Linked DNA regions of Mus musculus: region 1 is linked to region 2. A link is a contact called in public promoter capture Hi-C data. All regions are on one chromosome and are shown on one strand. The core of a region is the stretch at or near the end of the contact, and the rest is flanking DNA. Distances in the headings are between cores, read along the strand shown. Region 1 holds the start of 4930533K18Rik (RIKEN cDNA 4930533K18 gene). Region 2 has its middle 33 kb from the start of Gm40689.

The links. Promoter capture Hi-C pulls out the DNA fragments that hold promoters and counts their contacts.
Region 1: a promoter capture Hi-C map of 3T3-L1-derived adipocytes shows a contact between it and region 2, with 4 times the contacts expected there. The contact joins the promoter of 4930533K18Rik here to the enhancer-like site in region 2. A contact is called at or near these places in 6 of 39 promoter capture datasets (the 3T3-L1 cell line, 3T3-L1-derived adipocytes, cranial neural crest and 2 more), 1 of 15 datasets of contacts at CTCF or cohesin (the NIH/3T3 cell line), 10 of 484 Hi-C or Micro-C datasets (the HL-1 cell line, adipose-derived mesenchymal stem cells and embryonic stem cells), 5 of 115 datasets of contacts at active chromatin or transcription factors (embryonic stem cells and heart atrium) and 1 of 9 other capture datasets (embryonic stem cells).

What each region holds. Positions count from the first base shown.
Region 1 is chr10:70,866,037-70,872,460 of GRCm38.p6, reverse strand. 4930533K18Rik (RIKEN cDNA 4930533K18 gene) reads right to left here and starts at 3,820. Exons shown (of 6, transcript NR_166097.1): 1 at 3,649-3,820; 2 at 211-371.
Region 2 is chr10:70,795,106-70,801,219 of GRCm38.p6, reverse strand. No RefSeq gene overlaps it. Among named protein-coding and RNA genes, the nearest start is that of Gm40689, 33 kb to the left of the region's middle. Within about 2 kb of position 2,194, at least 89 of the 459 cell types and tissues checked have an H3K27ac peak or open chromatin away from gene starts, as enhancers often do. A contact at or near this core is called in 3T3-L1-derived adipocytes, the HL-1 cell line, the NIH/3T3 cell line and 1 more, where this site is marked.

The DNA.
Region 1 (6,424 bases), core at 2,571-5,070, 70 kb before region 2:
TGACACCGCCACAGAAAAGGCACTCGCTTTGCTACTGGAGTGACTGAAGAACATTGGTTTGCTGATGAAGCATTTCTTGGTAGGAGCTCCGTTCTTGCTGCTTGTGTCTTTAGGAAGGGTGCCAAGCTGGGCTGAGTGCTAGCCTCCTGGTACTCAGAGGGGTAGATGGGGAGAACTAGCTGAAATTAAGGGGAGTTTATTATTACTTACTGTGCTGGGGCGGGGGTGTCTCTCCACCCTGCTGGCTCCCTTTCTTGTTGCTGTTCCAGGTTAAGTTGGGCTTGAGATGTGGCTGGTGTTTGTCTGCATTAAGCATCCTCCTTGCCCTCCTAGCCCACCTCTGGCTATTGTTCCTCTCCCGAGTAACAGTTCTATAGAAGACAAAGGGGAGGGAGATGGGAAGGAATGTGCCTGGGGGGTTCTGTATGATTACTGTAATTTGCAGAACAAGTATAGGGGATAAGGCCCCTGTTTTCTACCAAATTAACATTTAGGTTTGTAGGTAATTAGTCGGGGACTCTTGTAATTTCCATCGTGAAAGAATGAAGCCCTTGTGTGGTAACAGACACTTTATAGGAGACTGCCAGCTCTGACTAGTGTTCAAAACATAGTACATTTGGCTTCTTTGTTTTTTCTTCCTTTCTTCTTTCTGCTTTGTCCTTTGTCTTTAAAAATATCTTTTGGGTATGAGTATTTGTCTGCATTTACAACTATGCACCATCTGCATGCTGGTACCACAGAGGCTAGCAAAGGATATTGAATCCCCAGAAGCTGTGGGCTCTACAGTGTGGGTGCTGGGATCCGAACCTGGGTCCTCTGCAAGTGTAGCAAGTGTTCTTAACCACTAAGCCACAACTCCAGTTCCTGCTTTGTCTCTTTCTCCCTGGAAGTTCTCTGACTTCTCCAAGACCCCCACCCCTAAAAGACACCAACCTCGGGTATTTAACCCTCATGTGATTGAGAGCACCTTGCTAGTGTTTGTGAGCACTTTGAAGCCCATTTCCTATATTGTACCAAAGATGGTTCTCTGGGAAAGCACTTAGAAAAGAGTACAAGGCACGAAACAGATCAGAGACGGTGAAAGTGGAATGATTGTTAACATTCTGCATCTGCAAAGGTGTCATTTTCTATTTTCACTCTCAAAACTAATAATTTTAGGAGGAATGATAGTGCCTAAGAAAGGGTAATTTGGGAAGTTTACCCAGTTGGGGAAAAATGCAGATTGCAGGATGGGGGGACGGGGTAGGGGGGGTTGGGAGTGGGGGTGGGGGTGGAGGAATAAGGACCAGGTTTGGAGGCATGGGATGGCAAAAGGTTTTGAGAGAGAGTTCATTCTAAATGATGTCAGCAGAGACAGTGGAATGAAGAGTTTGATTGTTCTTGGGTGCTAAGTGTTTTTTCTTTGAATACAATGTAGCAATAAGAAAGCCAAGGTAGATCCTCTCAAATACAAACTGAGCTCTGCAGACACCTGTGGTCTGGTCTAGTCCATAGTCATCTAATCTGTGATTGATGCTTTCAAAATGTGTCATTATTTCATACACCTGCCTTTAAGTAAGAGACAAACACCTCAGATTAATGTTTTAACAAGTCATCACTATAAGACAGATCCGGTTTCTGAGCTGTCAAAAGGCAGAACCCTGTGTTTCAGTTCAGACCCACAGAAAGTGCTAAAATAAAATGAACCCGCACTGAGAGTGGCTCTCACTAGCCGACAGGGCCTTTTGTCGTCTTCTGTGTTTTATTTCAAGTGTTTTATTTCCTTGAGGTCATGAATCACTCTTCTAATTAAAATGAAAACATGGTTCTGATGCTTTGTGTGGAAATTCACCAGGAATGAAAGTCTGAGATTCTGAGACCAACTTCTTTTGTTGGCCAGAATCCTATGAATGCCTTGGCTCCCAGAAAACCAAAGTCCAGCAAGAAAGTCTTTGAAGTCACTACAGGGTGTGTTCTCTCAGGTTTCTGAGCTTCTAGTGAGGGCCCTTCCTCAGAACTTGAACTTAACTTTACTGGGCCTACATTTCTTTTGTGTACAAAAGCAGGCTTGCCCAATCATGAAAGATGACATGACCACAACTTCCAAACAGTATAGTGTGTACTTCCCCTTGAAGGATGACTGAAATTTTAGGTCATTGGTGCTTCTCAGACCTCTGTATCACTTAAGTTGTCTTTGATTCCTCAGATCATCAACTGGACTCAAAGTTTGAAGAGTCTGTGTCACCTGAGGCTTAACTCCAGCCACATCCACACGGATGGAAGGAGACAATGAAAGAGTTCGTGTGTCATCTACCACCTTCAACTATAGACCAATGTAAGAGAAGTTTAACCAGGAAAAGTTTAACAGTTCTTCAGGCCGGATACTAGCTTAAGCCAAGCTCCATCACTCAATTCAGATGAATTTTCATAAGAAGCATTAGCTAAGGCTAGACCAGCTTAGGGAGGATAAGGACCTGCAAAGATGTCACCTCTAAAGAAACAGCTTTTAAAGATGGTTACGATTACAATATTCCAGAAGCATCAGAAGAAGCTTTTTTGAATATCAACCAAACATCCATGGTCAGATAGTGAGATATAAAGTCATCCATCAGTCATGTGGGCTCCCTTCCTGACCAAAATGTTTCCGGGGCCAGACCCTCAAAACCTAACTCTGACAATGAGCTGGATTTGTTTGGAGCCTTGAGGACTGTTTCACGAAGCCCTGGGCAGGAAAGACTCGGTAGCCAGAAGAGGGAGCTTGGTTCTCAAGCCATGCCAAGCCAAGCCAAGTCAAGCCAAATAGTTGAACTCAGAGGCCAAAAGTAATTTTGATTATAGCAGTATCTGTTTCTCCATATGTCCTCCAGATGTTCCTTGCAGAGTTGTTTCTAGAAAGACATGACATAAGGAAGATGTGATGGTTTGTATATGCTTGGCACTTGTTAGAGTAGGTGTGCCACTGTGGGTGTGGGCTTTAAGACCCTCATCCTAGTTGTCTGGAAGCCATTATTCTGCTAGCGGCCTTCAGATGAAGCTGTAGAATTCTCAGCTCCTCCTGTATCATGCCTGCCTGGATGCTGCCATGTTCCTACCTTGATGATAATGGACTGAACCTCTGAACCTGTAAGCTAGACCCAATTAAATGTCCTTATAAGAGCTGCCTTGGTCATGGTGTCTCTTCACAGCAGTAAAACCTTAACTAAGACAGAAGTCACTAAAAAAATTATACGAGATTTACAATAAAATCTTAGTATGATAAGAAGAGTAGAGACAAGGCTATGCAGCAGAAAGTACCATCAATATGGAGATGGAGGGGAACTTTTAACTTAAGAATTCCTAAGGATCATGTGAAGGACAGGCTCACATCTGGACCATAGTGAGAAGCCAGGGAGTCAAAATTGACACTTGAATCACATAAACAGCTCCTTGTAGGGGAAAAAAAAATCTGCCTCAGTAGCTTGATCCAAAGTAGAGAATGTTGATAGGACTCCGAGTAGAACCCAGAACAGGTTGCAGGACAAGCCATACACTTCATAAAGAAGTACAGTTGGGCAGCAAGAGCGGTGTTTGGTGGTTAGTGGCTCTTTAGGACCAAGGAGGGAAGACCTAGAGAAGCACGCATTGCTGCACTTTAGAGATGCACTGTGACTTTAGAATTTGGGTGATCACCTTAAGCCAGTCATTGAAGCTACAGACTGTGTTCATCAAGTGACCTGGTTCCAAGGATGATGCTCCATAGGGTTCATTCCTGGCCACTGCCCCTGGTCTAGTAAATGGAAGCTGGAGGACATCAAGACTTCAATTTAGCATCTTATATATAATCCAGGGTGTATCTGAATGCATTCTCTAAGTTCTGAGACTTCATCTGGTGAACCATGAAGAGTCCTTGTGACTTCACAATGGAGTTCTCTTTCTGAGCATCACCTGACATCATGCAGGAACACTGAACCGCTTGATGATTGGCTCTGGTGATACGTTTGTTACCTAAAAAAAGGAAGCCTAGAAATAGATACAAACATCACCCCTTGTAAAACCTCCTGTGGATATGACCCACATATGTGTGTATGTGGATATTACTCCTCACTAACCTGTCTGCAGGTTCTAGAGATAAGGCTTCTTCTCTCAGAAAAGATGCCTTTGCCCAAAACCAGCACCCAACATGGACATGGACCCAACAGCCATGGCAAGAACATAGAACAATGTCCCTGATAAGCTCAGGTGGGAAAGAAAATTCTTTTCAGAATACTTGAAAAGCACATTAGATAACACGTTAAGGTGATACTTCATGACCAAGTGGGTATCATTTCAGGGGTCAAGGAAAGTTCAACATAACACAAATCAAGATTTTAGCACAGTCATTAACAGACCTGAGGATGGAAATCATAGGACCCTATCATTGTGGAAGAGGTCACTGACCAAGTTTACCAAGGTCTTATGGTAAAAGCCTCCAAAAAAACCCAGAAGCAGAGGAAACACACCTCAAGGCAGCAAAGGCTATATAAGACTAATCTAGGGCTGGAGAGATAGCTCAGCGGTTAAGAGCACTGACTGCTCTTCCAAAGGTTCTGAGTTCAAATCCCAGCAACCACATGGTGGCTCACAATCACCCGTAATGAGATCTGATGCCCTCTTCTGGGGTGTCTGAAGACAGCTACAGTGTACTTACATATAATAAATAAATCTTTGGGGAAAAAAAAAAGACTAATCTATAGCCAACATTATACTGACTGTGGAAATGTTTAGAGGAAACCCAGGAATGAGACAAGGGTGCCTACTCTCTCCATTCATACTCAGGATCCTACTGGAAGTTGTATGAAATAGTAAGGCAGAAGAAGCCAATAAATACATTTAAATACAGAAAGCCAAAGCAGTCTTATGCACATGCCATGTTCCAATACTCAAACACCCCTGAAGAATCCACCAGAAAATGCTGAACAGGTCTGACAAACTCTTTCAGTGAAGTTGCAGGATACCGAGCAAACACACGAGGGCTGGGAACGTGAGTTGGATGGTGGCGTGGCTGCATGGCGTACAGGAAGTCCCGAGTGTGATCCCCAACTTGCATAACCAGGTATGTTAGTTCACGCATCTGTAATCACAGCAGTGAAGTAGCAGAGGCAGGGGAAGAGACGTTCAAGGTCTTCCTTGTCACAGAGCAAGCTGTGGCCCCATCTCAAAGACCAAAACCAAATAAACAAACAAAACAAAACAAAAAAACCAAAGGAAAAATAAAATCGGTATGCAAGAATTAATAGTGAAATAAGCCAGACTCATAAAGACAACTACCATAAGCACCACGTGTGGACTCTGATTTAAAGATAATTATATAGGAAAGAGAGCAAAGCAGAATTAATGGGTGTAAAAAAATGCCATCTTGAAACCCAGTATTCTGCATGCTAACTTAAGTTTTATTTACAAATCTGAAAAAAAACAAAAACAAATTAAAGATGCACAGACCATGATAGGGAAGCTAAAGTTTAAAGGGAAGGAAAGGAGAACTCTTAGGCTGTTCAGAGGGTGATGGAGGAAGAGGAAGTGATATTAAATTCACTTTCATAATCTAAATTGAAACACATGACATTAAAGCAGAAGGGATACTTCGGTCCTTCTTAGAAGGGGGAACAAAATACCCATGGAAGGAGTTACAGCGACAAAATGTGGAGCAGAGACTGAAGCTATGACCATCCAGAGACTGCCCCACCTGGGGATCCATCCCATATACAGTCACCAAACCCAGACACTATTATGGATGCCAACAAGTACTTGCTGACTGAAGCCTGTTATAGCTCTCTCCTGAGAGGATCTACCAGTACCTGACAAATACAGAGGTGGATGCTCACAGCCCAACCATTGGACAGAGCACAAGATCCCCAATGGAGGAACTAGGAAAGGACCCAAGGAGCTGAAAGGGTTTGCAGCCCCATAGGAGAAACATCAATATGAACCAACCAGTACTCCCAGAGCTCCCAGGGACTAAACCACCAACCAAAGATTACACACAGTGGGACCCATGACTCCAGTTGCATATGTAACAGAGGATGGCCTTGTTGGGCATCAATGGGAGGAGAGTCCCTTGGTCCTGTGAAGGGTCTATCTCTCCTACTCCCCTGTAGGGGAATGCCAGGGCCAGGAAGCAGGAGTGGGTGGGTGGGTGAGCAGGGAGAGGGGGGAGGGGATAAGAGGTTTTCAGTGGGGAAACCAGGAAAGGGGCTAACATTTAAAATATAAATTTAAAAAATCTAATAAAAAGTAAAAGTAAAAAAATTTAATTTAAAAAAAAATTAAAAAACAGTAGGGAGACTGTGGTCCAGTGGGTTGGCCTGATGCTGCTTGTATTCTAATTCAAATACTGGTTCCTCAAGATGTGCTTGCCCCATTTCTTCACACACACACACACACACACACACACACCCAGGAGCAGACCATCACATACTCAGGTGATGTC
Region 2 (6,114 bases), core at 945-3,444:
TGGGGCCAGAGAGGAAACACTCAGGTGGGCGTGCCAGCACAGGAAGGCGATTTGTCGGCTCGTCTCTACGCTGAAAAGCCCAGTCTGAAGGAAGCCACTGGGACACAACTCAGGACGAGTGTGCTTCGGTGCTGAGCCAGCAGCTGGGTTAGTGACTGGATTGAGAATGGCACTGGAGTGATGGAGATACTAAAGAGGTCTTCCCTTTTGACTCCACCTCTCCCAGGACTCTGCAGGCTCCAGATGGCTGGGTGCCAAAGCGATCACTCTCCCTGGGTCCTAGCTAAGATGTTTGGGAACCAGCTGCAAGCCACATAGATCATTTTCTTTGAATAGAGAGCAATTGCACAGCGCCTGGAGTTGCTATCTTCTCCTCCCATGTCAGCCAGGCTGGCTTGTCTGTCACAGAGCTGTTTGAGCTCAGAGTTCTCTCTTCACCAGCAGCCCTGATATAAGGAGGGAGGAGCAGAGAAGCCATGTTTGTGGAGCAGAAGTGTAGCCCCCAATTAGGCCAGGCAATCAGAAGCCTTAATGGAGAAGCACCTGTCAAAACACAGTAGGGTGTCTGCTAACCTCTGACGCTGCTGCTGCTGCTGCTGCGCTGCTTGCGCACTGTGAGCAGAAACCATAAGGTGATAGAGAGACAGGTATGGATGAGTCTGTTTCTTATGCTTCCTTGCCTCTGAAGAGTTTGACAACACTGTCAAGCCTTCTCTGGAAAGGGAGCTCTGGAGGATATAGCTGCATTCCTTCTTGAGGAAATATCCAGAGCTACTTAGTCAAAAAATGATGACGATGATGATGATGATGACAACGACGAGGACTACAATGACAACGATGGTGATGATAATGATAATAATCATGTCAAAAATTGGGCTGTGTATTTAATGCAGGAATTCAAAGCACAGAGGTTTCACAGAGGAGAAGGGGGTAAAACACACACACACATACACACGCACACACACACACACACACACACACAAACCCATTACTCAGGGAGGAGCCGAAGGCAGCAAATGACAGCTTCCCCAACCCAGTCTTCCAATGGACAAGAGGGAGGAGGAGAAATCTGTTCCTCTGAGCCTTCTCCCAGCTGCAGAAACTGCAATCTCATCTCTTTTGTGCTGGACTGCAGTCAGAAGAAGAAAAACCCTTAGTGCTTGCCTGCAGGGATCTAGAGAGCCAAGGACTGTCTTGTGGGAACATTTCACACAGCTTCATTTTGTTGCCTTTAGCAGAATGGTAGTGTCTGGCAAGAATTCCCACCAAAGCCCTTAAGGGTGGCGTGGCCGGGAGCCATGCTTCGCTGATGAGTGATATCTGTCTTAGCTGTGGAAGGGAAAGACAAGCCTCTGTACACCCAGAGTTTCATTTCTCTTTGTCTTTCCTATTTAGTTACATGGTTGCCCTTTCCACCCGCAGGAACACCCCCATTGGAATCTGAGCCTGTTAACCTGTGCTTCTTGGAAGGTTTTAGATTAAAGGTGTGGCAAAGCAGCAATTATACATTTTCTAGATCCTGTGGAACTGGATGAGTTTACCGTTCAAGTGGCAAGGAAATCCCCCACACTCTGTCCCCGACCTGCCTCAGTTACCAGAATGCCTCCAAAACTCCAGCCAGAAAGAACAGACTCCTTTATTTTTAGGTTCAGCCTCCCCAAGTTAAGCAATCAAAAACTTGCAATCCTATGGCCCAAATAAAGATCTCAGTGACTAAGTCTTGCCTTGAGAGCCTGACGCAAACATCTCTGAGTAGGCACCCAGCTTCCCAGTGGGTCCCCCAGCAGTGGCGCCAGATGCGCAGGGATGAGTAAGGGAGAGTGTCTGGAAGCAGAGCCCAGCTACCAAAGTCTTAGTGCCCGTGGGAGGAAAGGCGAGCCCAGAAACGATGACTCAGGCTTGGAATCCAGATAAAGAACTGAGTGCAAGAACGGGAGAGGCGGTGTAGAAGAGGAGAAGGCACAGAGGCGAGGAAGGACTGAAACCTTGGGAGATTGAAATACCCTTTGTCTTTAGAGGCCACAGTGGATTGGATAACATCACCCCAGACACGCCCACGGTCTCATCTCTGGTCCCCATACCTGACAAAAGTGACTTTGAAACGTGATAAATAGACGTCAGATGGTGAAAATGTACTGTATTAGCTGACTGAGCTCAGAGTCATCACAAGAGAAGCGGAACGGTCACAGTGAAGGTAGTGTGATTTTGAATGCAGAGATCCCAGAGCTACAAAGTAACACTTGTAGACAGCACCTAGAAGCTGGGGAAATATGAACAACTTATCCCCTAAAGCCGTCCCCCACCCGGGGACCCGTTTGAGACGTCTGACCTCCAGAATGGTACGAGAATAAACTCCTGAAGCTGTATGTCATGAAGTCTGTGGAAGCTGAGGAACACTTGTCCCTTGGCTTACCTCAGAAGTACAGGCTGTCCACATAGTTTGGTTCCCATGAATACCTGGTCTTAGAAATGGGTAGTCACATGGTACTTAGAATGTGCCTTAGTTACCCATTTCCATGACCTCAGCAGGCTTTTCCTCAGAGCAAATTTTATTCAGATTAAAGGAATCCCAGGTACAAGGAAGTCACTGCAAATCTCTATACACGAGACTACAAGCTCAGCACCCAAGAACTCCTGCTGTCCTGGGCTCAAAGTATCTTTAAGATGGAGACTTCCTGAATGTTATTCGACGCGTTCTCACGACCGGCCAGGAAGAACACAACAACCAGAATCTTCTACGGCAAAGCTTTATTGCTTACATCTTATGGGGCCAGAGTGTAAGAAGCAAGAGAGAGCGAAGCAAGAGAGAGAGAAAACGAAACCCCCTTCCCTCTTTAAAGAGAACAACAATTGCCTAGGACGCATCACTCCCTGATTGGCTGCAGCCCATGGCCGAGCTGACGTTCACGGGAAAAACAGAGTACAAGTAGTCGTAAATACCCTTGGCTCATGCGCAGATTATTTGTTTACCAACTTAGAACACAGGATGTCAGCGCCATCTTGTGACGGCGAATGTGGGGGCGGCTTCCCACAGTTCCCCCTTTTCTATTAATAAGAGCAAATAGGCCACCCATATTAATGAGAGTGGAGATAGAGGTCAAATCCCCAGTGTGTAGGTAAAGGAGCCATGTACAGGATTAGCTCTTAGGCTCACAGGCTTTTACCCAGAGCAACCCTGACCTGCTCCCGTGTCGTTTTGCCTGGGGGAAGGGAACTAGGACACTGAACCTTCTTGAAAGATGACATGTCTCCCTAGAATAGGCTCATATGTGCCGCAGAGCCCTTCTACTGCAGTGCTTAGCCTTGCAACTCTCTCGGGCTGCTGAAGCACACTCACTCTATCTCGTGCAATGAGTCTAGCCTCGTGAGATATAAGAGCTGAGTGGCCAGCGACCTATTGCCTAAGCATAGATAACCATATATCAGGGGAAGCTCCATGTTCTAGTCCTGCAAGCGCCTGGGCAATAACCACCTTGTCTCTCCTAGTTTGGGCCTTAAGCTTACAGACCAATCAAAGAAGCAACACTAATCCACAGCAAAGTGTATCTCCAAATAATATTAATCCCACCCAATTTTTTAAAGAAAGAAAATGCTGAGGAGATCCAATTGGGTAATCCTTTGGTCAGAGACAGGTCCAAGCGCGTGGAGTTGACCTGAAGTCTCAATTCTCGAAGGATCTGTTCAAATTCAGCCATCCAATTCTGTAACATATACTGAAAAAGACTTTTTGACAAATTAGCTGTCCTAGTAAATTTAACATACTGAATGGAAATAACACACAATCCCGGAAACTTTTGTTCACATCCCTGCTGAGTTATTTGTCATAATACATCCAGTTGTTTCTGGACAAGATCTATGAGTTGATTAACCAGCATGAGACCTCTCTGTATCTTGACATTAGCTGAGGCCTGTTCATCTATGACTGTAGTCACTGAGGCTGACAAAGTGTTAATGGTGTCAGTCATCTGGACCTGTCCAGACAGAACCAAGGCTGTCTGAATTAAGGCCAAACCCAGTTCCCAGTTAGTGGTAAAAAAGCAAGAGAATACTTGAGCATTATACATCACCGTCATTGGGAGTGGAAATGTCGACATTATCCCCCAACGCTGCTCTCTCTTTATTATTGACGCCCTGGACATCACCAAGACGAGGGACATTAGTATTCCCTTGGTCAGTCTGGATTTTTCGGGTGAGTCTTTCTGGTACCCAAAATGGGTTGTCTTCATTCTGTGGGAAAACACAGATAGCTCCCCTGGATCTTATCAAGATAGGATCCGGGCCATACCATTTATTATCAAGAACATTTTTCCATTTAACCATCTCATTGGGCCTATCTGGCTCTGAACAATGACGTTCAGCCGCAGTATGGCCATGAGCATCAATATTTAAAAAATTGAGTGTAAAGAGTGCCAAAGACACCGACACTCTTGGTGCTCGGGGTACAGTCTCCTCAAAAGTTCCCCTCTTCTGTTTTATAAGATAGGCTTTGAGGGTGCGATGCGCACGCTCAACAATACCCTGTCCTTGAGGGTTGTATGGAAGTCCAGTCAGGTGGGTTACGTCCATCTGACGGCAGAACTGCTGAAATTTTTGGGACGTATAAGCTGGTCCATTATCAGTCTTAAGGAGTCTGGGTTTCCCCCAAGCACTCCATGCCTCAAGACAATGTTGAATCACATGTGAGGCTTTTTCTCCGGTTAACGGAGAGGCAAACATGATGCCAGAACATGTGTCAATGGACACATGGAGATATTGAAGTTTTCCAAAGGAAGAAACATGTGTAACATCCATTTGCCAGACCTGTAGAGGTCGAATACCGCGTGGGTTAATTCCCACATGAGGAACTGGCAAGAACTCACAGCAGCTTTGACATTGAGTAACAATGTCACGGGCTTCTTTTCTTGTCAAGGAGAAACGACTGCGTAATGTTTCAGCCGTCACATGAAAATTATTATGAAAATTTCTTGCAGCCTCTACCGGGGATGATAGGGCAGCAGCCACCACTTTAGTGGCCTTATCTGCCAAATCATTTCCCAGAGCCATGGGGCCAGGTAGGCCTGAATGGGCTCTAACATGAGTAATATAAACAGGAGATCTTCTAGATAACAAAACTAATTGTATCTGCTGAAAAATATTGGCAACTCTACTGGAAGGCTTAATCACTCCAGCCACTTCTAAAAGATTTACTGCATTTACCACATAACAGGAATCTGACACAATATTAAGGGGTTCTAAAAAGGTTTTTAAAACTTCTAAGACCACTAAACATTCTACCACTTGAGGTGAATTTTCATTATATTGTTTGGATACCACTTTACCATTAGCCACATAGGCACCTATGCCAGTTTTTGATCCATCAGTATATACCACAATCCCATTTTTAAGTGGGTTTCTTACTGTTATTTGTGGAAACACAACAGATTGATTTTGGGCAAACTGTAAGATTGGATGTTTTGGATAATGGTTATCTATTTTTCCTGAAAAGGAGGTAACTAAAACTGCCCAATCATTAGATGCGGCTGCCAAGGTTTGAACCTGTGCAGCGGTATAAGGTACAATTAAAAGATATGGACTTTGCCCAAAGTGAGTGATTGCTGCTTTTAGGCCTTTAAGGGCAAGCTGTGCAATTGCATCAGGATACCAATCTATTATTTTAGCTGGGGATACGTTTGGATGGATCCACAACAATGGCCCATTCTGCCACAAAACTGCAGTTGGCAATTGTGCTGTCTTAAAGACACACAAACTGAAAGGCTGCGAATCCTCAATACGTTGTAATTGTGCATTCTGTAAGGCCTTTTCCACTTTTTGTAAGGCCTGGTTAGCAGCTAGAGTAAGAGTCCTAGGGGAGGAGATATGAGGATCTCCTTCTAAAATACTAAACAAAGGCCTTAACTCAGCGGAAGGAATCTTTAAAAAAGGTCTGAGCCAATTAATATCTCCCAACAGCTTTTGAAAATCATTTAAGGTATGGAGGTGATCTCTTCTTATCTCTACCTTTTGGGGCACAATCTTATCTGGGGACACCACAGAGCCCAAGAATTGTCCTGTATCAGAAATTTGGACCTTTTCTGTGGCTATCTGTAGACCCCACTGACTTAAAGTTTTAAGTAG